Linked DNA regions of Mus musculus: all the other regions are linked to region 1. A link is a contact called in public promoter capture Hi-C data. All regions are on one chromosome and are shown on one strand. Each heading gives the region's core, a stretch centred on a gene start, on an enhancer-like site or on the middle of the called end of the contact. The rest is flanking DNA. Distances are from core to core; before and after follow the strand shown.

What was found. Promoter capture Hi-C pulls out the DNA fragments that hold promoters and counts their contacts. Capture Hi-C pulls out chosen DNA fragments and counts their contacts.
Region 2: a promoter capture Hi-C map of neutrophils shows a contact between it and region 1, with 4 times the contacts expected there. The contact joins the promoter of Ciao1 here to the promoter of Slc20a1 in region 1. A contact is called at or near these places in 3 of 39 promoter capture datasets (embryonic stem cells, liver and neutrophils).
Region 3: a promoter capture Hi-C map of pre-B cells shows a contact between it and region 1, with 2.3 times the contacts expected there. The contact joins the promoter of Dusp2 here to the promoter of Slc20a1 in region 1. A contact is called at or near these places in 1 of 39 promoter capture datasets (pre-B cells), 1 of 484 Hi-C or Micro-C datasets (B cells) and 1 of 115 datasets of contacts at active chromatin or transcription factors (T-cell acute lymphoblastic leukemia).
Region 4: a contact with region 1 is called in a promoter capture Hi-C map of pre-B cells, with 2.1 times the contacts expected there. The contact joins the promoter of Atrn here to the promoter of Slc20a1 in region 1. A contact is called at or near these places in 2 of 39 promoter capture datasets (liver and pre-B cells).
Region 5: a promoter capture Hi-C map of pre-B cells shows a contact between it and region 1, with 2.9 times the contacts expected there. The contact joins the promoter of Zfp661 here to the promoter of Slc20a1 in region 1. A contact is called at or near these places in 3 of 39 promoter capture datasets (liver and pre-B cells).
Region 6: a contact with region 1 is called in a promoter capture Hi-C map of adipose tissue. The contact joins the promoter of Itpa here to the promoter of Slc20a1 in region 1. A contact is called at or near these places in 1 of 39 promoter capture datasets (cranial neural crest), 1 of 484 Hi-C or Micro-C datasets (B cells) and 1 of 9 other capture datasets (adipose tissue).
Region 7: a promoter capture Hi-C map of liver shows a contact between it and region 1, with 2.5 times the contacts expected there. The contact joins the promoter of Lzts3 here to the promoter of Slc20a1 in region 1. A contact is called at or near these places in 2 of 39 promoter capture datasets (the 3T3-L1 cell line and liver) and 1 of 115 datasets of contacts at active chromatin or transcription factors (microglia).

What each region holds. Positions count from the first base shown.
Region 1 is chr2:129,196,417-129,200,481 of GRCm38.p6, forward strand. It overlaps Slc20a1 (solute carrier family 20, member 1), which reads left to right and starts at 2,357. Exons shown (of 11, transcript NM_015747.2): 1 at 2,357-2,576; 2 at 3,033-3,648; 3 at 3,767-3,907. The coding sequence starts at 3,303.
Region 2 is chr2:127,246,105-127,250,169 of GRCm38.p6, forward strand. Ciao1 (cytosolic iron-sulfur protein assembly 1) reads right to left here and starts at 1,712. Exons shown (of 7, transcript NM_025296.4): 1 at 1,378-1,712; 2 at 906-1,054; 3 at 498-609; 4 at 309-397. The coding sequence starts at 1,516. Tmem127 (transmembrane protein 127) reads left to right here and starts at 1,844. Exons shown (of 4, transcript NM_175145.4): 1 at 1,844-1,980; 2 at 2,388-2,705. The coding sequence starts at 2,462.
Region 3 is chr2:127,333,879-127,337,943 of GRCm38.p6, forward strand. Dusp2 (dual specificity phosphatase 2) reads left to right here and starts at 2,281. Exons shown (of 4, transcript NM_010090.2): 1 at 2,281-2,759; 2 at 2,899-3,020; 3 at 3,371-3,590; 4 at 3,703-4,065. The coding sequence starts at 2,360. The coding sequence ends at 3,917. Gm46762 (a long non-coding RNA gene) reads right to left here and starts at 1,673. Exons shown (of 3, transcript XR_003953899.1): 1 at 44-1,673.
Region 4 is chr2:130,904,701-130,908,765 of GRCm38.p6, forward strand. Atrn (attractin) reads left to right here and starts at 1,795. Exons shown (of 29, transcript NM_009730.3): 1 at 1,795-2,267. The coding sequence starts at 1,861. It overlaps A730017L22Rik (RIKEN cDNA A730017L22 gene), which reads right to left and starts at 1,696. Exons shown (of 3, transcript NR_015523.2): 1 at 1,511-1,696.
Region 5 is chr2:127,582,584-127,586,648 of GRCm38.p6, forward strand. It overlaps Zfp661 (zinc finger protein 661), which reads right to left and starts at 2,094. Exons shown (of 5, transcript NM_001111029.1): 1 at 2,047-2,094.
Region 6 is chr2:130,666,052-130,670,116 of GRCm38.p6, forward strand. Itpa (inosine triphosphatase (nucleoside triphosphate pyrophosphatase)) reads left to right here and starts at 1,751. Exons shown (of 8, transcript NM_025922.3): 1 at 1,751-1,884. The coding sequence starts at 1,819.
Region 7 is chr2:130,640,564-130,644,628 of GRCm38.p6, forward strand. It overlaps Lzts3 (leucine zipper, putative tumor suppressor family member 3), which reads right to left and starts at 2,281. Exons shown (of 5, transcript NM_197945.4): 1 at 2,158-2,281. All of the region lies in intron 2 of Gm52563 (a long non-coding RNA gene), which reads left to right.

The DNA.
Region 1 (4,065 bases), core at 1,107-3,606:
CTTCCAGGTTCCTGTCCTTGTTTGAGTTCCTCTCCTGACTTCCTTAAATGATGAAAAACAACATGGAAGTATAAGCCAAATAAGGCCTTTCCTCCCCAGCTTCCTTTTTGGTCATGGTGTTTCACCATAGCAAAGAAACCCTAACTATGATACCAGGAAAAGGTGCCACATACTTTCAGACTTCAGCGTTCCACACTGAGACAGTCCACTACAGACCTGCTCACAGGCCGACCTATCTAGACAAGCCTTCACCAAGACTCTCTTCCTAGGTGATTCTAGAGTGGGTCAAGTTGAATATTAAAACTGGTAACCAAGTATAGAAGTGCATGAATTTAATCCCAGCACTTGGGAGGCAGAGGCAGGGGGATCTCTGTGATTTCGAGGCTAGCCTGATTTACACAGTAAGTTCCCGGACAACCAGACAGCTACACAGTGACACCCTATCTCAAAAAACAAAAACAAAAACAAAAGACAAACAAAAAACAAGACAATCTAAAACCATCTGACCAACCATCACATCCCCCCTCCTTGATTTCAAGACAGTAAGGACTCTCTAGAGACAGAGAAATCTGTCTCTGCCTGAAAATACATGGATACTAAAGTAGCATAAAGCCAAGTCTCAAAATACTATACTCTCCCTGAACCACAGTGATGCCTTCACATCTGGCAAACCTGGCTCTGGATTCTGCTCTTGTACCTGGATGGGCCTTATTCACCATGGCTGCTCACCTTGGTTGTCTCAATTTCAAGAGGCAAAAGCATGGTCATCAACAGACTGAAGCAAAGCACATCCAAACAGTGGGCAAAGTCATGAGCAATTTCCTCACAAATAATTACTTCAAAAATTGTTTTAATTGGCAGGACACTAACAACCTTTTAACAAACCAGTCCTTTTATTCAATGTTTTATGACCTTGGAAAGAAGTAAGGGCAAAGAGTGTTGCATTTGAAGATGCCAGAATTACACACTGGGGTCAGTGTCCTGGAACATGAAGGTTGTTTTCCAGCCATGACCTTGAGGTCAATAGACCTGTATAACCTATACGAGATTCTGAGTCTACCAAATTATAGGTCACAGGACACTCCTGTGAAGTTATAATTTACAACATGTTTGTTTCTGCTATTCGTTGCCCTACCTTTGGAGAGCAGAGAGCGTTTTAGAGCGTTCTAAACCGGGTATTTCTGGCTGGAATTCTTAAGTTTCTTTATAACCCACATAACTTAAATCTCCCAAGGAGTGGTGACTAGTTAGTTCTGAGCTTAGGCAATAAAACGAACTAATCCATTGTCAGAACTACAACCTTATACCATGTAGGGGACCAGGAAGCAATCTTTATTTCAAAAGGGGATGGGAAAACTTTCAGGATGAGGACATCCTCTGTAACCTTTTCCTATATTCTAAAACAGGCACATTCAAAAAAAAAAGTAACGAGGAAATGAAGGTTCATTTCCTGAACATCTATTGAGTTCCAGTCACATGCTTATATCTTAGCTAATATGATTCTCCTTACTGGGTAAGAACTTGTAACCAGAATACCTGAATTAGTACTGCCTGTCGCCACTAGCCCCGATGAGCTGACAGGAAATGCATCTTTGTTGTGCTTTACACACAATTCCAACCCGTCCTCCAGTCTCTCTCACTCTGCTATTATTTCTCGTTCCAGAGCACTCGGCTTGAGGAGACCTAGGGTTTGTTCAAGGTGACACACTGCAGCAAATATGAGTTAAGAATTCGAATCCAAAGTAACATCCTCCCCGCTGCGCCATAGCCGGGGCTCCTAAAACGGAGGTCCGGCGCCGGGAAACTAATGACCCATGGCTCTCCCTCAGCGCAGTGCCACAGCTGGGAACGCAAGCCTATCCTCGTGACTCCCGAATCTTTCCGTTTTCACACAAGTGCGTGACTGCGGGAGCGAGGTGGCCACGTGAGATCCCTCCACCCTCTCCGGGCGAGGTACAGATCGGGTCCGGCCAAGGGCAAGTCTCAGCACACCCGCTCTTCCGCGTCGCCACCGAGCTGACCCGGGCCCGCGTGGGAGAAACTCGGAACGACCTTGGTGGCGGCCTCAGTCCCCGCGTGTCTGGGCGAGACTCCCCCACAGTCCCCGCCCGCAGCCACCCGGCGTGGCCAGCGCAGACAGGATAACCCGGGCGAGGCTGCAGGGAGGCGGCCAGCCAGTCCCACGTGGACCAGCTCCTCGTTGGGGGCGGGGCCCCGGGGACGTCCAGGCCAATCAGCGCCGCTGCCCAGCTCACCCGGCTAGGCGCGCCCGACCAGCCTGTGGTTGCGTCACATCGGAGGCGGGACCTCGGGCGGGCGCGAGGCTCGGCAGGTCACGTGGGGCGCAGAACCGGCTATAAATAGGAGCCGGCGGCATGCTCTCTATATGATGGCCGCCGGCGCGCGTTGCGTGTTTTCACCTCTCGCCTGCTGAGGCGCCCGCGGCTGCTTCACGAGTGGGTAGAGAGTCCCTCCGTGCTGTGCCCGGTGTTGCCGTCCTGGGTTGTGCGACCGTGGCTCGAGCCTGCCTCAGTCTCGTTCTTCTGGTCTCTCTGTTCGGCCCTCAGTTTCCTTTGGTGAGTGGCGGCGCGGCACCGGTGGTGCAAAGGTCCTTTCTTCTCTGGAGTGGGCTCGGGTGTGGGGAGCTGGCTGGCGGGGGTGGGATGCAGGCTGCAGGACCCCGCTACGCTGCTGTCCTCCTCCCGCCTCCCCACGCACGCCGCGCCCTTCCGCGGGCCTTTTCGGCGGTCCTCGGCAGGCGCGCGCGGGAATGGTCTTTTTTCCGATCATCCACGGAGGGCGCGCGCGGGCAAGCGGCCGGAGACTGAACAGAACTCGTGGGGCGGGGCGGGGCGGGACGGGGTGGGGGGTGGGGGAGCACAGAGATCGCCCTGTGCCCCACCTTGCACAGCGTTTGGGGGACTGAAGACATAAGTGACGGGCGGGGGGGGGGGGGACTATGCGGAGTCCCAGGCTGCCCTCTTCCCAGAGATGCGCCGCTATTGTTATTTTCTTCCACTTCGTCCCCCCAGGATGAACTTGCGTCCTTTCTCTAATCCGCCATGGAATTCTGCTCCGTGCTTTTAGCCCTCCAGAGCCAAAGAAACCCCAGACAACAGACGCCCAGACGCAGCAGCGTATAGCAGTAACTCCCCAGCTCGGTTTCCGTGCCGTAGTTTACAGTATTTAATTTTATATAATATATACTATTTATTATAGCATTTTGATACCTCATTCCGTTTACACATCTCAAAAGCCGCTTAGTAATTCTCTTATTATTTAAAGAACCACTACACTAGAGAATGGAATCTACTGTGGCAACGATTACTAGTACCCTAGCTGCTGTTACTGCTTCCGCTCCACCGAAGTATGACAATCTATGGATGCTCATCCTGGGCTTCATCATTGCATTTGTCTTGGCATTCTCCGTGGGAGCCAATGATGTAGCAAATTCGTTCGGTACAGCTGTAGGCTCAGGTGTAGTGACCCTGAAGCAAGCCTGCATCTTAGCTAGCATCTTCGAAACTGTGGGCTCCGCCTTGCTGGGGGCCAAAGTGAGCGAAACCATCCGGAACGGCTTGATAGATGTGGAGCTGTACAACGAAACTCAAGATCTGCTCATGGCTGGCTCCGTCAGTGCTATGTTTGGTAAGTTGTAGTTATACCTTATGTTCGCTCCAGTCTTGAACCTTCTCTCCGCAAGGACGCACTGCTTATGTAACAGTTTTGCCATCTACCTGACAAAATCTGATTAATTCTGTTTCAGGTTCTGCTGTGTGGCAGCTCGTGGCTTCGTTTTTGAAGCTTCCGATTTCTGGGACCCATTGTATTGTCGGTGCAACCATTGGTTTCTCCCTTGTGGCAAATGGGCAGAAGGGTGTCAAGTGGTCTGAACTGATAAAAATTGGTATGTTGAATTTTAAATGGTTTTATTTTCGTTGTGTGCTGCTGTGTGTCGTGGAGTGGGAGTGAAGTGGAGGGGCAAGTTGAAGAGTATCAGAAATGGAGCACCTACCATTTCGGGGTCTTGTTAACAAAAACGTACTTTCCAGACCTGACACTTCA
Region 2 (4,065 bases), core at 462-2,961, 2.0 Mb before region 1:
CAGCTCCCTCTCCAGCACCATGTCTGCCTGCATGCTGTCATGCTTCCTGCTACGATGAAAGTGGACTAAACCTCTGAATCTGTAAGCCAGACTCAGTTATATGTTTCCCTTTATAAGAGTTGTCTTGGTCATGGTGTCTCTTCACAGCAATCAAACCCAAACTAAGATACAATGGTTCCCATATCAAACCCTGTCAGAGCAGGACAGTCCCAGCGATCCCTCTAAGAACAAGAGTGGTTCTGAAGAGTGGAGGCAGGCTGGGCACAAACCTCCACAGCAGGTTCTTTCCCACCCTGTCTCACTCTTACCTCCTGGCTCGGGTGCCAAACCACGTGCTTAACGTCCTGCGTATGAGAGCTGAGGACACTGACACACTCATACTCATCCTCTTCATCAACTGTGGGAGGAACAAATTAGACCCAGAGGTGACCAGTCAGGGACAAAGCTGAAAGCCAGCGAGCTGGTTTCCTGCTGTACCCAGAGGCACCTAGACTCACCTTCCCAGACCCACACGCTCTTATCTCTGCTGCAGGTAGCCAAGAGGTTGCCAGATGGGGCCCAAGCCACTGACTTGACCTCATTTTCATGGCCCTCAAGAGTGGTCACACACTGGAAAGGGAAAGGATATTGAGTTAATGGCAGCTAAGAGTCCTAAGCCCTAGTAAAATATCTAAGAGAGCAGTTTTGTTGTTGTTTGAGAAAGGGTTTCATTCTATAGCAGGATGACCTTGGTGGACTTACAGCAATCATCCTGCTTCAGTGTCCCAAATGCTGGCATTACAGTCATGAACTACCATACTCAGCTACTATTTCTATAGTGTAGAAATTAAGTTAAGGCTGTAACTAATATGACCAAGCCCTGGGGTGCAAACAGGTAATAAACTGCTCCCATCCAACCTGTTTACCTCAAAGTCATCCTGGTTCTTCTTCCAAATACAAGTGGTGGCATCAAAGCTGGCAGATGCCAGGTAATTTCCACACGGGGACCAGGCCACTTTCCTAACGGTGCGCTGATGGCCTTCAGAAAGGACAGACTTGCAAATCCAGCTGTCACCTGCAAGCAGAGAACAGGCTAGGCTTTGGAGCGCCATCGATGCCATTCACTAAGTAGTACTTTAAGTGGGACCCTGTTGCTGGGACAAAGTCAGTCACCATTATTACTACGATGCAACCGATCAAGATTCTGAAACTGTTAAACTGCTCTTCAGGCGACTTTCCTCATTTTTCTACCTCAGCAAATATCCCAGTTCCCGCAGCAAATATCCCAGTTCCCGCAACAATTCCAGCCTCTGTTGACGCTGGCACACTCCTTCCCCGACACTTTTCAGAGTAGTGTTTTCCTCGGCACCAGGGCCACAAAGCCAAGCCAGGCCTTACCCTCGGTGCCCCAGATGCGAATTTTACGGTCGCCTCCGCAGGAAGCCAACAGGGTCCCCGAGGGGTTCCAGGCCAGGAACCAGCAGCGGGAATCCGGGTGCGCCGGGACGCGGCTCTGCAGTACCAGAGAATCTTTCATGGCGACTGTTTTAGGGTAAGGAGAGCACACCGAGAGAAGCAACGCGCCAAACGCGCTGGGCACTATAGAACCTTGAGACCGTCAGATGTACAGCTTCTGCAAAATATGTCGCCCTAGGAATTGACGTGCCCGCTGTTGACGCCGCGTGACCTTCTGGGACTTGTAGTCACTCCCCTCATCCTCCGTAACTGGAAGCCTCGCGGGACAGTCCGGAACTACCAGTACCCTGATGCCCTGCGCAAGAACAAGCGGCGCGCGCACACAGTGACGCGCACGGAGGGCAGGGCGGAGGGCCGGAGAAGAAGGAGGCGGGGGTGGGGTGGGGTTGGAGGAAGCCGGAAGTGCATCGGCCAGGGTCCGTCTGGGCGTTGCGGGTTTGGGGCCTGGGATCGTTTGGCCCGGGCAGCTAAGAAGCCTGTGACCGGGCGGAGCGGCGCCATCCCAGCCCTGAGGCCTGCTGACCGGTGAGGAGCAGGGACTAGAGTAGGGAGGGTTACTGAGGCTTAGGTCGCACCCCAAAGTGCGGATTCCCGATCTCGGCGGCCCAGCTGCATCCTCCGCCCCTCAGCACCCCTCTGTCTGATAACCCTGGTCCAAGTCTCCTCCGGTCCCCTTGCCAGTAGCCGATCCCCTCCCCCGGCCCCCCAGTACCTCCGCCCGTTCATCCTGGCATGTCTACAGCCAATGTAGTCCCCTGCCATCTCCGAGCCCTGATCCAGCACCCCTCATCCAGAGCCCTCGGTCCCCGCCCCCCGAATTCCCGCAGTCCTTTGGTCTGTGCTCAGCCCTGGGTCCCACCCCGCAGTCTCTGGTGCGGGCCCTGACAGCTCCGGGCCAGCCGCCCATTGCGTTGCTCTCCACCTGGGTACAGACAGGCTCTGCGCGCCCCGCTGAGGTCGGCGGCCACCACCAACGACCGCAGAGCTACAGCGGGCAGCCCCGGGCATGTATGCCCCTGGAGGTGCCGGGCTGCCGGGAGGGCGCCGGCGGAGAAGCCCGGGAAGCAGCGCTCTTCCCAAGCAGCCGGAGCGGAGCCTGGCCTCGGCCCTGCCTGGCGCCCTGTCCATCACAGCGCTGTGCACTGCCCTCGCGGAGCCCGCTTGGTTGCACATCCATGGAGGCACCTGTTCCCGCCAGGAGCTGGGGGTCTCGGACGTGCTGGGCTATGTAAACCCGGATCTGCTAAAAGGTGAGAGCGCTGAGCTCCTGCTCTCTTGGCTTGAGGGGCGGTGCAGAACAGATATGAGGCTGGCTGAAGTATAGATAGCCAGAGGCAGTCATTTGTCAAAGGAAACAGCCCCATTCTTGCTTGGTGTTCATGCCCACCAGGTGGCTCTGTTTGGGGGTCTAGCCTCTCATTAATTTTGATGTTATTCAGCCAAGCACCTACTCCTCACCGTCATGCTAATCCAAACTGCTGCTATTTTAGGTTTCTGCCAGAGGTAGGTAGAAGAAAAAAGGGTGTTTGTCAGGTATTACAATTAGCCTCCCCTTTCTAACGGACATGTGAGATGCAGAATAGTCGTTTGGGGCAGCTCGATCGATGGAGAAATCAGAACTGTTAATGTGACCAATTGTAAAAGACATTTTAGTATTCTATGATAATTGGATTTACAATAGAGGGGACTTGTGGCATCCCAGGTCATCAGATATCAGTTCTATTAACACCTTCAACAGTTGAAACTTGGTTTTCCATGCCTTTACAGGTATGCCATATTAAGACGGTTGCTTTATTCATCAACAGATTTCCCAGACTAGCAGGCAGAAGAAAGCATCTGGTCTGTTTATTGGATGAGATAGGAGTCTAGGGCTTAGAGGAGGGCCTGACTCAGGAGCCTCCTAGCTCCTCCTCGGTTTCTAGGAGTGAGGAGAAAGGCTGTGCAGTATGAAAGCAGAAATGTCCTTCCTGATTTTAAACATAAAAGTGGTCAGTGGGACCCAATGGTCACATCTTGTTGCCTTCAAGTCCTTTGAACTAGTCTCAAAAGTCCTCACCTTTCTTCTTTGACACTCTTTAGTTCTAGTATGTTCCTATTAGATATGTGCAAGGTGTCTCATGAATGGCTCAGGCCCTAGGATTTGGTGAAAAGGTCAGCGCCCCCCTCTGCATTGAAATAAAAACCCTGCTGTAGGTCTATGCTGAGAAGCCCTATCCTGTCACCTGGTGGTGTCTTTGGAGGTGAGTTCTTGAACAACTTGCTTCTCTTTGCATATTTGCACATTCAAGACTTTAGGATGGTTTTTTATAGAAAACAGGATGAAAGCTTCTGGTTGAGATATTTTTTACCCTCTTCCTGAGTTTGTCTCTTTAAGACCAAGATTGGGGCTGGTGAGATGGCTCAGTGGGTAAGAGCACCCGACTGCTCTTCCGAAGGTCCGAAGTTCAAATCCCAGCAACCACATCGTGGCTCACAACCATCCGTAATGAGATCTGACTCCCTCTTCTGGAGGGTCTGAAGACAGTTACAGCGTACTTACATGTAATCAATAAATAAATAAACCTTAAAAAAAAAAAAGACCAAGATTATAGGCTGGCTAGAGGTGTTCTT
Region 3 (4,065 bases), core at 1,031-3,530, 1.9 Mb before region 1:
CCATGAACAACCTTAAACAGAAACCAACCGTGTGGTCACTTACTGTCTAGTGAAGAGGCACTTGGCAGCCTGTGCCAGCAGCCATCCTGGCTGGGGCCCCATCTCATGTTATCCCCAGCCGATGTCCAGAGTCCTATCTCCTCTTGGCAGGCTTCCAGCGAATGGTTCTGGACAAACAGGGTCCTGAGGAGGTAGCAAGGGGTGGCAGACAACCTACAGATGACTCATTGGTGGCGGCATTGGGGGGTGGGGATCTTCAGTCAGAACAGGAGCTGGGGAGGGATGTGGGCTCTTCTACCCCAGCCTTGGACTTTCATCAGGTGTTGAAGGTGGGGGTTTCCCCCTGATTTGGGACTCCAGCAGAAGATGAAGGCAAGCTCCTCTTTTATGGTTCAGTTTGGCTTCTTTGAGTTCATCTGTGTTTGTCAGAGCTGAAAAGGGTACCACGCCAAGGACAGTGGCTTTGGGGTGTATGTGTGACAGATCCGCATTGGCTCATATGCAAAGACTGAGGCACCCAGCAGACTCTGAGGGACACACTCTCACCCTGCCAGGGGGCCCAGCAGCTCAGTTCAGCACTGGAGTCAGGGGCTGGAGTTTCCCACAAAGCTAAGTTGATTTCACTCCTGCTGCAGGGACCTCAGCTAGCAGGGCCTCCCCTCTTCTCCACAGCTGGAAGGCTGTGGCTCCAGGCATGGCAGGTGACTCTGTTCAGCAAGACTAGACATGATGGTCCCCCTCCATGCTCTGTAATTTGTCCCTGGAATCAGCCATTAAGTCATCTGTGAGGCTGATGCCAAGGATAAGAGCCCCCTATCAGCTTCAGGGATCTATGGTCCAGACTCCCTGGCTGGGCTGCCAGTTGTGCTGTATCAGCCTCCAGACAGGCTTGGTGGGAAGGGACCCAGGCTGTGGCCCTGGAACCAACTTGCATGACCGTGCCACTGAGACACAAGTCCATGACTCCTGGTCCAGGAGTCCTCGTAGCTCTCCCTGGCATTCTGTATCCCCCACAAGCCCCAAGTTCCCCAAATCAAGAGGAAAGGCATAATATTTTGCTCGAGCACCTATATACCTACCATACCTTATGTTAGGGGTCCCCACAGGTTCTAGCCACAGGCCTCCAAGAAACAAAGGATCTGCAGGGATGCTGGAAGGGTCTTAGTAAAGGCAGAGGATTGGCTCAGGGCAATAAAGATTTGGGAGGCTGGGTTCTGAACACTGTCCCCACCCGCCTGCTTCAGTTCAGCCACCTACCAACTTTCTCGCCCCCAACGCAGGAGTGTCCCGGGGGGCCCACGTGCAGCTGGGCCTCACCACATCCGGGAGGGGGGGGCGGGCAGGCACTTGAGTGGGGGAGCACAGAATGGCTGTGAGTTACCCAGTTTTTCATTCTTACAGTTTGGTGTGGGACCAGGGCCTGTCCCAGAGGGGTTTGTAGCTCCTAAGGGGTCGGAAGGGAACAGGTTCTGTGAATAGTCCTTCTTCCCCTGAAATTCCCGCCAGGCCTGGCTATGCCCTGGGAGAGCCCAGCATCGTCAACAGAGTTCCTCTTTAGCCCTGGCCTGTGGCATGGGAACTACTTCTTTTTAGGCTCTTGGGGGTTTCCCTGGGCCCCTGGGGAAAGAAACTGTCCCAGTCATAAGAGGAAACTCGTCACAGGCCCCTGCGCCCCTTCCCCATTAAAGCCCCTCCCACCCCACCCCACCCCCGCCCCTGCCCCAGGGCTTTGGCTTTCCAGGACTCCTCCACCTGGGCCTGGGCCTGACATGGGAGAATAGGACAATTTCCTGACGGTTGGTGTCTTTCCTAATAGTGTATCATTATGGGTAGCAACAGGTAATTTGTCCATTTTTGCTATCGAAATTCCTAGAATGAAAACCCTGGGAGAAAATGGGAAAAGTGAGGAAGCTGAAGACCTGAGTAACTCAAAGGCTCGGTGCAGCTGAGAGCTGAGTTCCTAAGCACTTAGTGGCTTGAAGCCTGGCAAAGAGTGGGGAGCACTGGGGCATATACACTGGAGAGACGTGGGTGGGGCCTCTAGACTCCAGGCCGACACTTGTCACGGTCTGGTTCCCAGTTTCTTCCCCCGCGTGTCCCTCCCCCTGATGCCCCGCCCCACCCACCCCCTGTCCGCTCAGGGAGCCCCGGGGGCGGCCCAGCCAGAGTCCCACGTGAAGCCGCGGGGGCGGGCACCGGCGCCTTCCTGCTCTACCCTTGTATGGTGACCCGAGGGGCCAGCCCTCGAGTATTTAAGCCCGGGCTCGACGAAGAGCCCCCAGAACCGTCAGCTCCCGCCACACAGACACCGCGCCGCCGGAGCCGAGGGAGAGGACATCCGGAAGCAGGAGGCTTTGCGATGCCGATCGCCATGGGGCTGGAGACGGCGTGCGAGCTAGAGTGCGCGGCGCTGGGCGCGCTGCTGCGGGAGCCGCGGGAGGCCGAGCGCACGCTGCTGCTCGACTGCCGCCCGTTCCTGGCCTTCTGCCGGAGCCACGTGCGCGCCGCGCGACCGGTGCCCTGGAACGCGCTGCTGCGGCGGCGTGCGCGCGGCACCCCCGCCGCTGCCCTCGCCTGTCTGTTGCCCGACCGCGCACTCCGGGCGCGCCTGGGCCGCGGGGAGCTGGCCCGTGCCGTGGTGCTGGATGAAAGCAGCGCGTCTGTGGCCGAGCTCCCGCCGGACGGCCCCGCTCACCTGCTGCTAGCCGCACTGCAGCACGAGATGCGCGGGGGACCCACGACCGTGTGCTTCTTGCGAGGTGAGCCCGCGCCCCGCGCCCTGCGCCCTTCGCCCCTTCTCCCATGTTCCGCGCCCCGCGCTCTTAGCCCCTTGTCCCACGTTCCGTGCCCCGTTCCCGACCTCTTGGCTAATCATACCCTTTCTTGTCTTTCCCACAGGCGGTTTCAAAAGCTTCCAGACGTACTGTCCGGATCTGTGCTCTGAAGCTCCTGCCCAGGCCCTGCCTCCTGCTGGGGCCGAAAATAGCAACTCTGACCCGAGGGTTCCGATCTATGACCAGGTGAGTTGATATTCGAATTTGTTGTCTTCATTGTGCATTCTAGAGGGATGCCTCTGGAGAACGCCAGTGGGGAAAGACAGGGGTGTGTTCCAATATACATTCCCAGATGTGGAGAGTGTTTGTGTGACCTGCAAATGGTGTGAACGTGTATATATCCTCATACAGACTTTAAGGCATATGTGGCACAAAGTGTCTGAACATATGTCCCCTTGTGGCCTCAAGACTTTTAATTCTGTCCTTGGTCAGAAGGCCTAGAGCTTCTCTTGTTTCTAGCCAATCCAAGATGTCTGGATCAAGCCCTCCAGCACAAGGCTGAGTGAGGTCTCACCACCGTCCCCTTCCTCCTCCAGGGTGGTCCTGTGGAAATCTTGCCCTACCTGTACTTGGGCAGCTGCAACCACTCCTCAGATCTTCAGGGCCTGCAGGCCTGCGGCATCACAGCAGTTCTCAATGTCTCTGCCAGCTGCCCCAACCACTTTGAGGGTCTTTTCCATTACAAGAGCATTCCAGTAGAAGATAACCAGATGGTGGAGATAAGTGCCTGGTTCCAGGAGGCTATCAGCTTCATAGGTAGGGGAGCCTCAGCCCAGGGTTCTGTGGGAACTGTAGGGGAGAAGGTACAGGCACCTGATTCCTCTGTCCACCTTCCTGTCTGACTCTCGGCTCCACATTTCTTTTTCAGACTCGGTGAAGAATAGTGGGGGCCGGGTGCTGGTGCACTGCCAAGCTGGCATCTCTCGCTCAGCCACCATCTGCCTGGCATACCTGATTCAGAGCCACCGGGTACGGCTGGACGAGGCCTTTGACTTTGTTAAGCAACGTCGGGGAGTCATCTCCCCCAACTTCAGTTTCATGGGGCAGCTGCTACAGCTGGAGACCCAGGTGCTGTGTCACTGAGGCAAAGCCCAGCCTGGCCCCACCCACAGCTCTGGCTTTGACTGACTCCTGGGGGAAGCTGCTGTGGCCCAGCTCCTCCCTCCTCATCTTGCCGTCCCACTGGGGTGCTAGGAAATCCAGGATGACGGCTGCTCTGATATGGTGCTCT
Region 4 (4,065 bases), core at 545-3,044, 1.7 Mb after region 1:
CCCAAGATTATGAGGCAAAGTTCTGATTAGCCTCTCTAAAGCAGGCTGAAACATTGCTTGAAAGAGCAATGGGCCTCTCACTGGATGAGACACAGGAAAGATTTGTTCCTATTTAGATAATGTAGACTTGATGAGAAATCTTGCTTGTCAACTTGACTGTATCTGGGATCAACAACAACACAAGCACATAGGCATTCTTGGGAAGAACTGGTTTTTCTTTTTAAGACTAGGATTCTCTATGTAGCCCTGGCTGTTCTGGAATTCACTCTGTAGACCAGGCTGGCCTCACAGAGATCCACCTGCCTCTGCCTCTCAAGTGCTGGGATTAAAGGTGTGGGCCACCATTTCTTGGGCATGAAGAATTGTCTTAATCAGATTACCTGAAGCAGGAAGACTCATTCTAAATCTGTGTAGCACTTTCTCATGGCAGATAAGAGGACAGAGAAGAAGAAACTTTGCTTTCTGTCTGCTTGTTCTTATTCTTGGAGGGAAGGTCATCTATCAAGTTTCTGCAGCGTTACCTCACTGATATTAGAACTGACTTCTTTGGATCAGCAGTGAGATCTCCAGGAATCTTTTAGGACTCCAGCACCGAATTGGGACTGTGGAGTCCAGTCTTGTGGATCAAGCACCTTTCTAGGGTGGGACAGCCATTGTTGAACTACTTGGACTGCATCCTGTAAGCCAACTAAATAGATCTCTATCTATCTATCTATCTATCTATCTATTCTTTTAGTGGAACAACTCAGATGGCTAAAACAACCCATATGGCTTCTTCACTCAGTGACTGTTCTTCCAGCTATAAGCTTACCAGATTCATTTGCCTGGGACCTTTTCTCTCCATATGACCTCTGTATGAATCTTTCCAAGGTGGAAGAGCAGGAGAATCCCAGGACAACAAATAAACAAATACCTCCCAAACCAGACCAAGCAACAAAAGAAACAAAAAATAAGATCAGAGCTGGAACTGACACGTTATCTCTTTACCATATCCTTCTATCGGTTTAATATAGTCAAGGTCCAGCGTACATTCCAGGGTAGTGGCCCATACAAGGTTATGCTATTGGGAAGTATGTATCATTGGGAGTAGGAGAGGCACTGGCGTTAGCAAGAAGGGTGTGCAAGCTGAGAGCGCTCCCGGTAATTCTGGGCTGTTCTTTCTTCAGAGAATATGGATAGGTCGTGGGGTACAAGATAATGCTAAACTTCTCCTGCAGAATTTAAGGTACACATAGACATGGTCTGCCACTGGTTCAATCCGCTCGCTATCAAGGAAAGCCTGGCTGTGTGTGCATTCAGTCAGTTACACATCTATTCATATGCAGGTGCTTAATTAACACACGTGCCATTTTGTTATCCCTAGTTTAGAAACGCGAATGCAGTAAGTACTACTTCTTCAGGTCTCAGCTAGCAACACACGACATCATTAGCCTTTTGGGTCCGGTTTCTCACCAAAATGGAGTTGGGGTTATAAGCTGAGCTTTGGAGGCGTCCAAAGGGTAACACTTACCACAGTCAGCTTGTCTAGCAGAGCCAGGCAGCCACTGTAAGGAGGTACTGGCTAACTCGTCGTAGCGCGGTGCGGAAAGCAAAGAGCCTCCGTAGACTAGGCGATGTTCATCCGCGCTAAGACCCTGGCATTGAGCAGGTCTACATGCTGGGCACGCCGGAAGACCACGGCCCTGGTCCCGCCCCCGCGCATGCCAGCCCCGCCCCTGCCCGACGCACAGCGGGAGCCCCGCCTTGGATATGGACCCGCCGGGCCACCGTCGCCCGGCCCCGCCTAGCACGGCCAGGCGAAGGGGAGCCGGCGTGCGGGGTGTGTATGTGTTCGCTGGGCGCCGGCTCAGCCCCAGGAAGATGGTGGCGGTGGCGGCGGCGGCGGCGACTGAGGCGCGGCTGAGGGGGAGCACGACGGCGACAGCAGCGCCTGCGGGCAGGAAGGGCAGGCAGCACCGACCCTGCACCGCGACAGGGGCCTGGAGGCCGGGACCGCGCGCCCGGCTGTGTCTACCGCGGGTGCTGTCGCGGGCGCTGCCCCCGCCGCCGCTGCTGCCGCTGCTCTTTTCGCTGCTGCTGCTGCCGCTGCCCCGGGAGGCCGAGGCCGCTGCGGTGGCGGCGGCGGTGTCGGGCTCGGCCGCAGCCGAGGCCAAGGAATGTGACCGGCCGTGTGTCAACGGCGGCCGCTGCAACCCTGGCACCGGCCAGTGCGTCTGCCCCACGGGCTGGGTGGGCGAGCAATGCCAGCACTGCGGGGGCCGCTTCAGGTGAGTGCGGGTGGGGAGTGCAGGCCCAGCCTGATGTTCCAGGCCCAAGGCAGGTGCAGGGCTTGAAATCGCGAGGGTAGAATTTGCCCCACTGTGTTTGATGATGGCTTGCCTCCTGGAGGGATGTTCATTTGGTGGCCTTCGGGTCTGCCTGTGGTGGAAGATTGAGAAGGAACGGGAACACTCGGGAGGCATTTGTTGCTGTGGGTTAGATGTGGGTCCTGAAGAGTATAAAAGCCCACCTCGAAAACGGGCTTATTTAGGATAAATGAGGTATCAAGGAAACGGTGAGTGAGTGAGTTCTTCAGCACTTGCCTTTGACCAGCCCAAGAGATTGGAGATATGTGTGTCTGGAAGAAGTACAGCCGAGGAAGTGACATGTTGGGTGAAAATAGAAGGTAAGGCTGGGTTGTAAGATTTCAGGGATAAAAGTACCATTGGTTGTTGTTCCAAGGAAAGTGAAGAAACTAGTTTTTGGATCCTCACTGTTGGCCTATTGGAACGGGGTTGTCTAGAGAGGAGAATCCTATTAGCCCTAGATTCTCCACAACATGCAGTTGGCTTGGTTTGGGGCAGAACCTCTTGGAGAGATCACTTTTTAATTAGCTTTTATCTATTATTTGCTTCTGTTGTGAGAGAATTTTTGGATAATGCACACAGGTAGATCCATCATCCAGAGTTTGATGTGGTCCACAAGAAGTTAGGAACACAGCAAGGGGAAGTTATAAGACCTACAGTGTCATCCATATCTCAGGCAGATATTTGTTGACTGGGTTCCCCATTTGACGTGGGAAAGTGAGGGAATGTGAACGTGGCGTAGGATTGATTCTTGCTCCAATTGATCTTATGTTCTAGTGAGGGCTGACAGGCAGTCAACACGTAACTAGGCAAAAGGAATGAGCAGGATAATTTCAGATAGTGGTAAATGCTAAAAGCAAAATACAAACAGGTGGTCGGTCTTCCAGGATTCCGATAAGTGGTGACATTAGAAGCCACCCATTTGAGTGTCATTTGATCTGAGTGAGGCCTGAACCTGGCATAAGAGAACCTGTGGAAATGAAGGGGCAGAGAGTGTGTGACTGGCTAGCAGTAAGCAGAGAAGTCTCGGAGGAGGAGGAGGAGGAGGTGACATTGAATTTGAGCATGTGAGGTTAAGTAGGATTTGCAAGCGTGAAGTTGGGGAGAAGAATTCCAAATGGAAAAAAAAAGCTGCAGACATAGTGGTAGAGTCCAGAAGGTGGAGTTTTGCCAGTGCCCCTGTAGTAGAAGAGAGTTGTAAGGGAGAAGCTTGGAATGTTAAAGTAATAGATCTCTGTTAGATCTTCTAGGGGACTCAGAGATCAGTGGCAAGATGAACTCTTAAGTTTTACAATGGAGAAACCAAGGAACCTCAGCACCAGTGTTTCGGGGGTTGGTCTAATAGTTTAGCGTGTTGTGATTTTAGGCTTCGAGATACAGTGGTAAACAAGTTGTATGTAATTTTATTCTTGTAGAACTTAACTTTTCGTTTGGGAGTAAAAAATACCATAATGGAGCTGGAGAGCTGGCTCAGTGGTTAAGAGTACTTGTTGCTCTTGCAGAGGACTGGGGTTAGGTTCCCAGCACCTACATGGTGGCTCATGATCATTTATGACTCTAGTTCCAGGGGATGTCATGCCTTCTTCTGACTTCAGGCACCAGGCACACATGCAGGCAAAACACTTACACAGGAAATAAAAATAAATATTTTTAATTTGGAACTTACTGTGTAGGCCAGGCTGGCCTCAAACTCACAGAGATCAGCCTGCCTCTGCCTCCC
Region 5 (4,065 bases), core at 844-3,343, 1.6 Mb before region 1:
CTCCATTAGTGCTGAAGTGCTGGAGCTCACCGGTGCTTCCCGAGGAGAGAAGTGAGCTCCGGTTGCAGCTTTACTTATTCTTGGATTTCCAGAAGACTCTTACCCTCTTCAACCTCCCTTTGCTTAAGTTAGCTAACTGGATCTCACTCTCTCACAATGAAGAGTCTAACTAAAGACTGATGGGGTGTGGCGGTGTGTGCTTGCAATCTCAGCACTGCCTTAGCCCAGGCCGGAAGAGGTCAAGGGAGAAATGCAGCAGCTTTCTCTGCACATCTGGGACCTACAGTTTTGATGTGTGTGTGTGTGTGTGTGTGTGTGTGTGTGTGTGTGCTCGAAACTTCACAGGCTGGGAGGACCTGGAGTCTTGAATAGATAGAGGCAGATCGTTATCACATCAAGAACTACTACTGAAATTAGATAGGAGAAAGTCACTTGTGAGCAACACCGTAGAGAACATGAAACCGGAGAAACCAGCAGAGGTCAGAGTACATCAAAAGGTGCTTTGGGCAAGGGGTGATTTCAGCATAGCTGTGTCCTCATTAGTTAAGTTCTTTAGGAAGATCACTGGGACAAGTAGCAAGAGCCTTCAAACACAGACATTCTTAGGTTGGCCAATTCTCTTCGAGAATTTATTTAAGAAGTATAAGAGAATAGTTACAACGGCTTTAATTAACCATCACTAACACGTTATCTTTATTGAAAGTTATCTGCCAGCCAGCTTCCTAAGCACATTACACATATCCTATTTAATCTTTAGGTAATGCAACCAAAATCTGGACTCTCCTAAGCATCTATGACAGACAACTTGATTAAATAATCTATTGTCCAGCGGCTAGACACACTTGGAGCACTACGGAACTCCACCATAACTAGCGTTGAGTGCTTGCTCTCATGAGGCACTATGCTGAGTGCTTTCTATAAAGATAATTTAGTTCCATCGTCATACATCAATAAGAGAGGCACTATTTCACAGCAATTAAGAGAGTCAGGCTTTGTAAAAGGCTGAGGTGGAACTGGGAAAAGTCTGCCTGGAAGCTTTTAATTCTGTTATAATTTACTTTCATTGAAAGATAGCCATAAAGTTAAGCAGATCTTTACCTGCAACACATCCCAGCATCCCGGGAAGCTTGATTCGCGTGACTGAAATTTCACGGAAAACAGAACTATGGTGATATACACCCGTAATGCTAGCACTTGGAAGGCTAAGGCTTAACACAACGCCAGGTTAAGCTACAAAATAAGATCGTATCTCAAATGTAAAAAGAACACTAGGGAAAAGATCACTAGTAAATTGCCAACAACTTCAATGGAGTAACAGACAACTGGCCATCCCACGGACTTCTAGACATCTGACACTTACTGGTGGTTGGAACGAAGTTGTGCTAGTTCGATTTAACGGTGGTCAGAATGTCAACCTCTAGAATTGTTTCTCAAAATTTTGTTTATGTTGACCTCATTTGAGACGCACAAAATATCGTGCTTGGTGGGTCTTACTCTGATACTGTGGGTCTTGTCTGGCCGCAGTATAGTCCCTTCACCCTTATTTCCCACTATTCCTTAACAGTGCACTCCAGTCAATATCATCTTAAAATTGCCTAAAGCCATTTGCGATTTCCTTTGGGGTTTTCTTCACCTCAAATCCGGTATCGTCCAGGAACACCCTATGCTCACACCAGGACATTCCGGTGCAGGCTCAGGGCGAGAAGCTGAAGCAAAGGGAGACGTTTTCTAGGGGACTTGGGAGAGAATGGAGTGGATGCTCCCAGATTTAGCGTCGGTACCATCCACATCCACGTAGCACCCATCATGGAAAGAAGGAACGAAAGGAAGACCGGGATCTCCAACTTGAAAGTACAGGATTCTGACACACAGTGGACATACCCTACGAGGACACTGTCCCCACGGAACCGACACACACCAGAAGGGAAGACTCTCTGTCCACACAGGCCACGCCCACTAACCCTCCCCCAAGTGCCCAGTGTCCCCGTGTCTCCTCCGCCACCGCGTCCACTCGGCTTCTTGAACACCTAGACCCGCAACCCTCACCTTTGGCAAGAGTACTGGGAACCTGCGAACACTCACCGCCTCGTGTCGGGAAGGCAGTGCGCCTGCGCGAAGATCTTCGGCCTCTGAGCTCCAATCATAGTGTTGCCTTTGCATGAACTACACTTCCCAGAAGCATCAATAGCCGGCGCGCCGTGAGATGACGGGTAAAATCCTGCACAAGGTTGCACTCCAGGTCTGTGGTGCTGAAACGGATAGGACCAGGCTCTGACCCTAAACAGCACAAGTTCGATTTCTAGTTCGTTTCCGGTTTGCCAGTGTACCTATTTTTTCTGAAAGCCAGGGTTCCCGTTCTTTCAGTAGACTATCCCAGATGCATGAGCCCAGAAACATACCTGTCGCAGTCTTCCATCAAGAATTCGTGGTGTAGGTTTAATCCCAGATTTGGTAGCATGTCGGAGAATTTACACCCAACTCTGTAGCTGTAATCCTGAATGAGGGTGACCTTCTACCTACTGCTTCAGAGGATACCAGCCAAACAACAGACTTTAAACGTTGTAGCTCAGTCCATTCCCCACCCCACCCCCCTCTCTCTGTGTCCTGAACTCACTATGTAAACCAGGATGGCTTCAAACTTGGAGATCCACCTGTCTCTGCCTCCAAAGACCTGGGCTTTAAGGTGTGCATCACCCCACCTGGCCTCTTTGTATCTCAAAAGCTCAAAAAGGCTACAAAACTTCAAAAAGGAAGCAAAACTTCTAGGGAAAATTCTCAATTTGTGAGGCAAAAAAAAAAAAAAAAAAAAAAAAAAAAAAGGCAACCTTCATTTGGTACTATGAGATCTGGATTTGCCCCCTCTCTGAACCAAAAGACAGGTTTTGGCTTTTCTGGAATTAACTGGATACTGCAGAATATGAATTACAATATTTAAAGAAATAGCCAGGCCAGTCATGAGAAATTAAATGAGGGTCCCAAGCCCATACCATTTGTAATTGAGGGATTAAGGAACACTCTTTTGATAGGCTTAAGAAAGCTCCAGCACTGGGACTTCCAAAGGGATGGGCTGTTTCAACTATACATTACCAAAAAGCAGGGCTGATACCCATTCTCATCTGGCCATTGGGTGGTCACAAATGGTCATACCATACCTGTCTGAACAACTGGATCCTGAAACCCAAGATGACCCCAGTATCTCCAGGGACTGACAATGACTCTTTGATCTCCCATTACTATCTGTACACCCTTCCTAAAACCTTGATCTCTTTGGCTATCAATTAAACCTCTCCAATATCAGTTTTTCTTAAATAGAACCTAGAATTGGTAAAGAAGTAAATTTTTCTACTGAGTAAATACCTACCTTCTGGATGTTACATGTTCATGCTGCTTTCTGGAAGGAAAGTGATTTGCTGAACTCCAAGAGCAGTCCCATCAAATATTGACCACAGGTTTTGTCTCTCGTGCATGGCATCCAGAAACTCTCCAGTGTTGCTATGTCGGCTACAGGGGGCACTAAATGGGTGGCTTGTCAGTAGAGGGAATAAATCATATCACTAGGCTGCCAAGGTCTCAGCACTGCTGTCTAATTTTTGTTGATCCCTTTCGCCTCTGTCAGTCTCATGGATCTCTTGTAAGCCTCGGTCTGCCCCTAAGGCAGTGAAAAGGGCAGCTGTGAAAGGGTTCTTCTGCAATTCTGAAGGATGGCTGCATACAGAAATCCTCAACTATGTTCCCAGAGAGCTTGTAAAAGAGCCCTGTGATACTTTGGTTGGACAAGGTCAGGAGAAACATACAATCACCTCTTCTCAGGAAAATGATTCTTCCAGTCTGCTCCTGAGTTTCTTGGGGGCTGCATGGTATGTGCTCAGACATGGTCACGAACCTGTGACAGATTTGGAGGACATAGTTTACCAAGTCTTGCCACGTCTTCAGCTGCCTATAGGTCTTCATGGATATCCTTACTGAATGAACTAAAGCCTCCCCAGCCTGTGCTGCAAAGACTTACAAAGTAGCCAAGGCACTCTCACAAGCAATTCTGAACTTGCTCAGAGACTGCAGGTGTTT
Region 6 (4,065 bases), core at 501-3,000, 1.5 Mb after region 1:
TACATATATATATATATATATATATATATATATATATATTTGTGTGTGTTTGTGACTTCTTGGATGTTAAATGCCTCAGCTTCTCTCTCTCTCTCTCTCTCTCTCTCTCTAACCTTTGCTTTAAAAACCTCTACTTCTCCACTTTTCTGAGGATTCCCTTTAACTTCATGAAAGAGAGAGACAAGTGACATGCAGGAAGGGCCATGTTACTCAGCCCAGCCTTTCCCAGCCAACTCTAATGAACCACAGGTCCTCAAAAAATAACACCATCGAGGGGCAGTGAAGAGGACACTATGATCTGTCTCCAAAGACACTGTATACAGCAAAGCTTCTGAATTGTGTAACACGCAATATTAAGGTCACGAGCAAAGATTTGAGGAGAACATAGCTTTGGCTACTCTGTGAGGACAGCTCTAGAGTTTAAGAAAAACTCATTAGTGGGCTGGGTATGTGGCTCAGTGGTACAGTGCTTGCCTAAGTCCCATAAGCCCCTTAAGTAAGTTGCATCTATATAACAATACCCAAGGCTGTACAAGGTTAATAACATTAAGCTAAACAGCCAGGCTTGATTAGGATTCTATTGTTTGTGTGTGTGATTCTGGGGGCCAAACCCAGGACCTTGGTCATGCTATGCAAATGTTCTACCATCAAGCTACATCCCTGACACCATATATAGCCCAGGCTAGCCTTTAATTCATGATCTTCCTGCTTTAATCTCAGTGCTGGGATTATAAATGGCCACACTTCCAGCTAGCACCCTGTACTTTTGTTTTGTTTTTTGTTTTTCGAGACAGGGTTTCTCTGTATAGCCCTGGCTGTCCTGGAACTCACTTTGTAGACCAGGCTGACCTCGAACTCAGAAATCCACCTGCCTCTGCCTCCCGAGTGCTGGGATTAAAGGCGTGCGCCACCATGCTCGGCTTTTTTTTTTTTTTAAGATGTTTTTTATATGTATGAGTGTTTAGCTGCTCGTATGTGCGCTGCATTATATATGCCTAGTGCCTTCAGAAACCAGAAGAGGGCAATGCATTCCCAGGAACTGGAGTTACAGACAACTGAAAACCACCATGTGGTGCTGGGAACACAACTAACTCTGGAAGAGCAGTCATGTACTTAACCGCTTGGCCATCTCTCCAGCTTGAGCTTACAACTTTCAGAGAACCTAGGCTCAGTTCCCAACATCCACACCAGGCAGCTCAAAAGCACTTGTAACTCCAGTTTCAGGGAATGCGACACCCTCTTCTTGAAGGGGCTCATGCACTCACAGGGTAGGGCTAAGAGGGTCACTCATCTTCCTTGGTGTGTTCCCAATGCAAAGGCTGAGGTGACGGAATAGAGAAGGGATAGGGTTAGCTGGGCAAGAAAAAAGGAGTCGAAACACTAGCTATCAAGCCTAACACGTAAAAGACTGCTTGGTTATGCTGTCTTAAGTTCGCAGTGAGGTTCGGATAGACTCCCAGGCTTACAGCCCTTGTCTAAAAGATAGTCTTTCTCAACAGAGTTGGAGGTGCCGGAGGGGCGCCACCACAGCCGACACCCGTCAGGGCGCGGGTTCTTGGCTCCCCGGAGTTGCTTAGCAGAGGATCTGCGCGCTGATAGACCTCTCCACCCCTCAGCGCGTCCCAAGCGCCTCAGACACAGGCTGCGGGATGCTCATCTGCCGCGGCTGCCACCTCCCGGATGTTGGCAGCAGTAGCCGGAGGCAAGCTTCAGGCATCCGATAGGGCCGGAAACCGAGCTACCTACTTCCGCCTCCGGCCGGAAGTACCTTCCCGGCAAAGGGTTACTGGGCATTCTGGACCGTAACCCTCGCTTGCAATGGCTGCGTCTTTGGTCGGGAAGAAGATCGTGTTTGTGACGGGAAACGCCAAGAAGCTGGAGGAGGTGTTGTGGGGTGTGGAGACTGTCTCGGAGGCGGGTGGTGATTGGGCTGCTGGGCTTTCACCAGGGATGCACGGGAGAGAAGGCGGGAAACGAGGCTACGAGTTGTAGCCTCGGGGAGTGTGGGGTTTGCCCCTGGCTGTGTTGAAGGTCTGGGCTTGGGGAGAGACCGCCGTGGAGTGTGGCGCCTTGAGGGTCAGAGGAATTTTTTTTTTATATATATAATCATTATTTTGGAGATAATGACTCGTGTAGTCCAGGCTAGTCTGACCCTGTTGTGTAGCCAGAACTGACTTTATTCTCTTGACCCTCCTGGCTTCCGAATTCTGGGGCTGCACGCATGCTCCACCTCACGAGTTTTTTAGATGAGCTGGTAAAGTCAGCAGGCTATAGGAGCTGGAGTAGTGACATGTGTGACAAAGATAAATTACCCCTGAAGCCCTAGATTTTAAACCTGAGTTCAGACACCTCCCCTCCTGAAAAGCAGTGTGTGTGTGTGGGGGGGGGGTAATGGAGGGATGTTGATCCAAATTGAGTATAGTTCCATCTACCCTTCCATATCTGAGATGTGTAATACCTCATAAGAATCATGGCTGACATGAATGAGGAAAGGCACTTGCCAGTCAAGACTGACCTGAGTTCAATCCCCAGGACACATGGGAAAGCCAGATGTGTGTAGCAGCACACTTCTGTAACTCCTCAAGATGGGAGGGAGAGGCTGAAGAATCCTCAAAGCTTGAAAGCTAGCCAACTTGAGGTACCCATAGCAGCAGAAATGCTGCCTACCAATTCACTGCATTCTTAAACTGAGGACAAAGGGACCTTTAATCCAAGTTACACCAGGCAAATGTTCCTCTTTCTGCCATTTTTTCATGACAACCTGATAATCCAAAACTGGCTATAGTGAACCTTTTATTCTGCTTGCTTTGGGACATAAAGCTAGTCTAAAAGTATGCTTGGCAGCGCTTCCTGAAATGAACACATCTCAGTATGTGTTTTCCAGAATCCCATGCTGTGGTCATCATATCCTCCTCCATCTGCCTCTCTCTAAAGCATGAGGCACTCACAGGCGTTTCTTAGTAGGGTTTGGCACGGTAGCTCTGACAAGGTTTCACTTTCTGGGAGAATAACACTGTTGTGTTATAGATAAAAGTCAGCAGTAGAAAGACTCGGGTTTAAAAAAAAAAAAAAAAGAATCATGGCTGACCACAGTATAACAAAAGGCAGGTTAACAAAAGAAAAATGTGACAAGTTTGTCAAAACTCTACATGCTACAGCTTTTAGAACAAAGACCCAGAGGCTTTATTTAATTTTCTTCTGACTTTGGATCTAACCCAGGACTTAAAGCCAATGATTATCTTCCTCCTTATTCCCTCGTGACAGAGTCTCAAACCTAGAGTGTGCTCTTTGGTGGGGTAGCAAGCTCAAGCAATCCGCCTGTCTCTGCCTCCTCCGGGGCTGAGGTTACAGGTAGCACGACTGTCCCAGACTTTTATGTGGTGCAAGGGACCAGAACTTAGGTCACCGTGCTTGTGTTGGCGAGTGCTCTTCCCATTGAGTCACTACCACAGCACAACATGCCCAGTTAAAAAATTAACTTACTTTATGAGTTTGCATATATGTCTGTGCCTGTGGAGACCTGGAGAGGGCGTTGGATCTGCTGAGACTGGAGTTACAGATGGTTGTGAGCCACCCTGTGGGTGTTAGGAACCAAATTGGGGTTCTCTGTAAGGGCAACAGGTGTCCTTAACCACTGAGCCATCTCTCGAGCCCCATGTCTCCCCTCCCCCATCTCTTGAAAAAGGGACTCTCTACCTGAGTTGGCCTTGAACTTCTGATCTTCCCTCCCTTTAACCTGCCTAGGGACAAGGATTTGGAATGACAGGTGCAGCACTTTCCTGACTGCAACTCAGAAGTTTCCTTCCACCTCCCTGCCCTTAAAAAAGTATTTTAATTATGTTTATGTGTTGGGGGTGGGGCATGGGGCCAGAGAGTGGCTTTAGGAGTTGGTTCTCTTCTTGCACCATGGCTTACTTGACAAGTTCAGGCTTTCAGGCCTGTGAATGCAGTAAGGGCTTTTTACCTGCTGCACCATCTTGATGGCCCCCTCCCTCCTTTCTTTCCAAGATAGGCTCTTGGTGTACCGCCTTGGCTGGCCTTGAACGTACAGTCTTCCTATGGAAA
Region 7 (4,065 bases), core at 1,031-3,530, 1.4 Mb after region 1:
CATGGTTACCTGAGTCTGAATCCCCAGAAGCCACCTAAAAAGCCAGTGACACTGGTGCCTGTAACCACAGTGCTATGGAGGGCTGAGACTGGAGGATCTCAGAGAGTTGCTTGCTGCCAGCCTAGCTCTGGCTTCAGTGAGAGACTCTCAAGGGAATGAAGCAGGCAGAGACAGAGCAGAACACCCATGATCTTGCTGTGTGTGCATATACATACATTTCCCCAAAATCCAAACAACATTTTGATAGGAATTAAAAATTAGATAGCAACACTGAAGGCAGGCACCTCCAGGGAAACAAGGCAGAACACTAGCAAGGGAACTGCACCAGAGGCTGCAGAGGAAGGAGCAAACACCAGGAGTGAGCATGTTGACTGAGTGACAGGGGTAACATGGTGAGTGTTTGGGAAGATCTTTATAAACTGCGAAGTGCACACCCTTTCTGAGTGCCAAGGAACCAGAGTTTGGAGGGGGTCACATGTCACTGCATCACTCTGCTTCAGTCGAGCCTTCTCAGGTTCTTGGGGTCCTAGACATTGTCCTGAGGCTCCCTTCTCAGGTTCTATGTGAGGACAGCTTTGCAGTCAACCCATAGGCAATTCCCACAGAGTTCCTTGCCACAGTTCTAACCTGCCAACGTCAACATCTTATAGCCACTCCCTGCCCCTTGCCTCTTCCAACCTCAGGCTCCTGCAAATTCTTTCCTCAAAACCTTGGTAGAGTTGGAAGGACAAGGAGTGGAATCTCTTTCCCTGGCAAGTAGGAACTGAGGGGAGAGGAGGGGCTGAGAGCCCTCTTTAGGACTTGAGGCTTGAGGAGGACTGCCCTAGGTGACAGTGTGATCTGCAAGGGCAGTTGAACCGCATCACTCTGGGATGATAGCCTGTTGCCTGAGCCTGCCTCCATTTCTGTTCTATCAACCCTCAGTGCCTGTGACATTACAATACTAGCAGTCAGAGGGGCCAAATGGACTCTGGCTAAACCCTTCCCCGAGCAGGGTCAAGGGCCTTAGAATTCCTGCAGCATCAGCTCCAGGTGTAAATCACAGCTCAGCTACGAAACCTCAAGCAGACTCAAATTCTCACACCTACCTTACAGCGATTTTTTAAAAAGGAAACGGATTATGTGTAAAATCCATGGTATTCTTTTTGGCACCCACAACCAAGTAGAGTTTGTAGCAGAGTCTCTAAGGCCTCTCTTGATATCCACCCTGTATTTCTCCTGAAAGCAGCTCTTCACTCCACACATGACCTCTTCTCAGCTCTCTGCCCAGCCTACATTCTTCTGGAACCAGTCCAAATACTCCTCAGCATCCTTGGTACCCAAGAGGTCTTGGAGCACTTAGCTCAGGATGACCCAGGGAGATTTCACTGTGAGCCTTCCCCATTGGAAGCCTGTGTTACCCCAGGGGTCTCTGGACCCCCCCCCCCCGGCATCATGAAAATGCAAGGCCAATACTTGTGGGGATGTTGGTTATGAGCAATGTCAATAGGAAATGAATGCAGACATAGAAACAAGGAAAAGCTTCCAGGAAGGATTAAGGGAAGGGATTCAGGGAGCAGAACTTCTTGGTTGGGATGTGTGAGGGGAGATTCATCTTCCCTTGGAAATGTGGGCACCTGCAGGGGAAGAGGCCCATCCCCTAGATCCTGACTCTGATGAAGCCAGTGCTTCAGTGCTGAAGGTACTGACAGCACACCCCCACCCACCCGCTCACACAGGAGCCTGCCTCAGCTGTGCATGTGTGTGTCAGAGTGTGTGGGGGGGGAGGGGGAGGGTCGCCATTCACTAGCACATAGACCCCAGCCACAAAATCTCTGCAAAGGTGCCACAGAGGTCTCCGCGGTTGGAGAAATTCCACCCATACCTCCCTCGGTTCTCCACCAACGCGCGTGGCCCCCGGGGGGGGGCGGGGTGCAGAGAGAAGAGGTGACATAATCCGGGCCGCACCCCCTCCGGCCGCCACCCCCCCCTCCCCGCGCGCCGGTTGAAGCGTCCATGACATCATCGGCCTCATCCCCCCCCAGCTCCCCGGTACCCTAGCAGCGGGACGCGCCCCCTCCCCAGCTTCCCACCGGCCAGAAGCAGCGAGCGATGCAGCGGGCATGGTGACCTGAGGGAGAACCTGGAGGGGCACCCCGGCAGGCCTGTATCACTTACTCACTGCCTCAGAGTCCGGCGCAGAGGCTCAGACACCGGCGCTAGCTGTCCCGCTCTCTGGCGCAGCCCGAAGCCCGCCCCACAGGGCGCGCGGCGCGGCCGGGCTCTGCTCTTGGCCCCTCCCGCCCCGCGCCCGGCCCGCCCACCAGCGGCTGCGGCAAACGCGGGCCCGCCCTCCGGCCACGCCCCCGGGACCCGCCAATCCTGGACGGGGGTGGGACTCGGTGCCTTAACCCCTTTGGTCGCTGAGCGCCGGCCCGCCTGCCCAAAAGGCTGGGTGGCAGATACTCGGCCTCAGTCCGTTAGCCACTGTACCAAATTCTTGGGGTCAATCCCCAATTTCTGTCCTACCAGAAATCCAGCAAATTCCTACTCTCTTTGAACCCCGTATCTGGGTGTATGAGCCCTTTGGTTTATGGACAACCTTGTTTGGACTCTAGATTCAACTCCTGCACCAGCTATTCCCTGTGCAGCAGATGTCCTAAATCCTTCAAATATGGGACTGGACAGATGGCTTAGTGGTCAAGGGCACTGGCTGCTCTTCCATAGAACCTGGGTTTAATTCGCAGCACCCACATGATAACTAGTTACAAGGGATTGGACACCTTCTGGCCTCTGCAGGTGCTGCACAAACATATGGTCGAAACAACCATACACTGAATTAAAAAATAATTAAGGGGGGGGAAAAAAACCAAAAAACCCTGAAGAGCCTTCAAACCTACAAGATGCGGGGGTGTGAAGGCACCTGTGACTATGATCTAGGTGGAGGCAAGAGCCAATAAATTGACCAATTTAAAACTTGACGCTACAGGAAATTTGTATTTTATACCTTGTGCCCCGTGCCTGCTGTAAAACTAACAAACCCCATCCTAAAAAGAGATTGAGTAAAGACTTTATCTTTGACTCAGATCAACACCTTGGCAAGTGCAGGTGGCATACACTAAAGGGGTTGCCAGCTGCCCAGGAAAACTTCCTAAAGGAAGCACTCAGCCTTCAACTATGCCCTTGGTCTGATCAGTATGAGGAAGCAAGCTAGGCCCAGGCTTCCGCCTTAGCAAAAGGCTGTAGGTTGTGATTGTGATAACTGATGAGTTTAGCCATCCTATGACATAGGACTATGTCATAGATTTTAATTTTTTTTGCCTTTTTAAACAATTGTTTTTATTTCCTATAGTGAATTTAATGAATTCCTGTTTTCAGTTCTAATGATTGCTTTTAAATGTATTAAGTAAATGCCTTTAATCCCAGAACTTGAGAGACAGAGGCAGGGTCTCTGAGACCGATTCTAACCTGGTCTACAGATCGAGTTCCAAGACAGCCAGGGCTACATAGAGAAAAACACTGTCTCAAAAAACCAAAACCAAAACCCAAAACCCAAACCAAACCAAACCAAAAAACCAAAAAGCCAACCAACCAAAAAAACCAATCAACCAATCCAAATAAGGAAGTATATTAAATAAACTAAGATCTTATTGTCATTAGCCAATGACAGATCATTTATATATTCTACAACTCTGTGAACTGAGTGTCATGGAAATGTGATGATCCTCATGGTTTGTGGCCACCATATTACAAGATATTCATTTAGGTCAGAGAGGTAACGTGTCATCCTTGTTTTAAGCAGATGAGTCCAGCTTTGCTACCCCTTTCAGTGAGAAGAGGATGAGAAGAGAACAGAATATGGGAAGAATCCCCAGGAGACATTTTCTTTTCCTCCTCCTCCTCCTCCTCCTCCTCCTCCTCCTCCTCCTCCTCCTCCTCCTCCTCTTTTTCCCTGAGGCAGGGTCTCTCTATAGAGGCATGGCTGTATGGGAACTCACCATCTAGACCAGGCCTCAAATTCAGAGACACCTGACGGCCTCTGCCTACCAAGTACTGGGGTTAGAGGTCTGTGCTACCAGGCAAGAG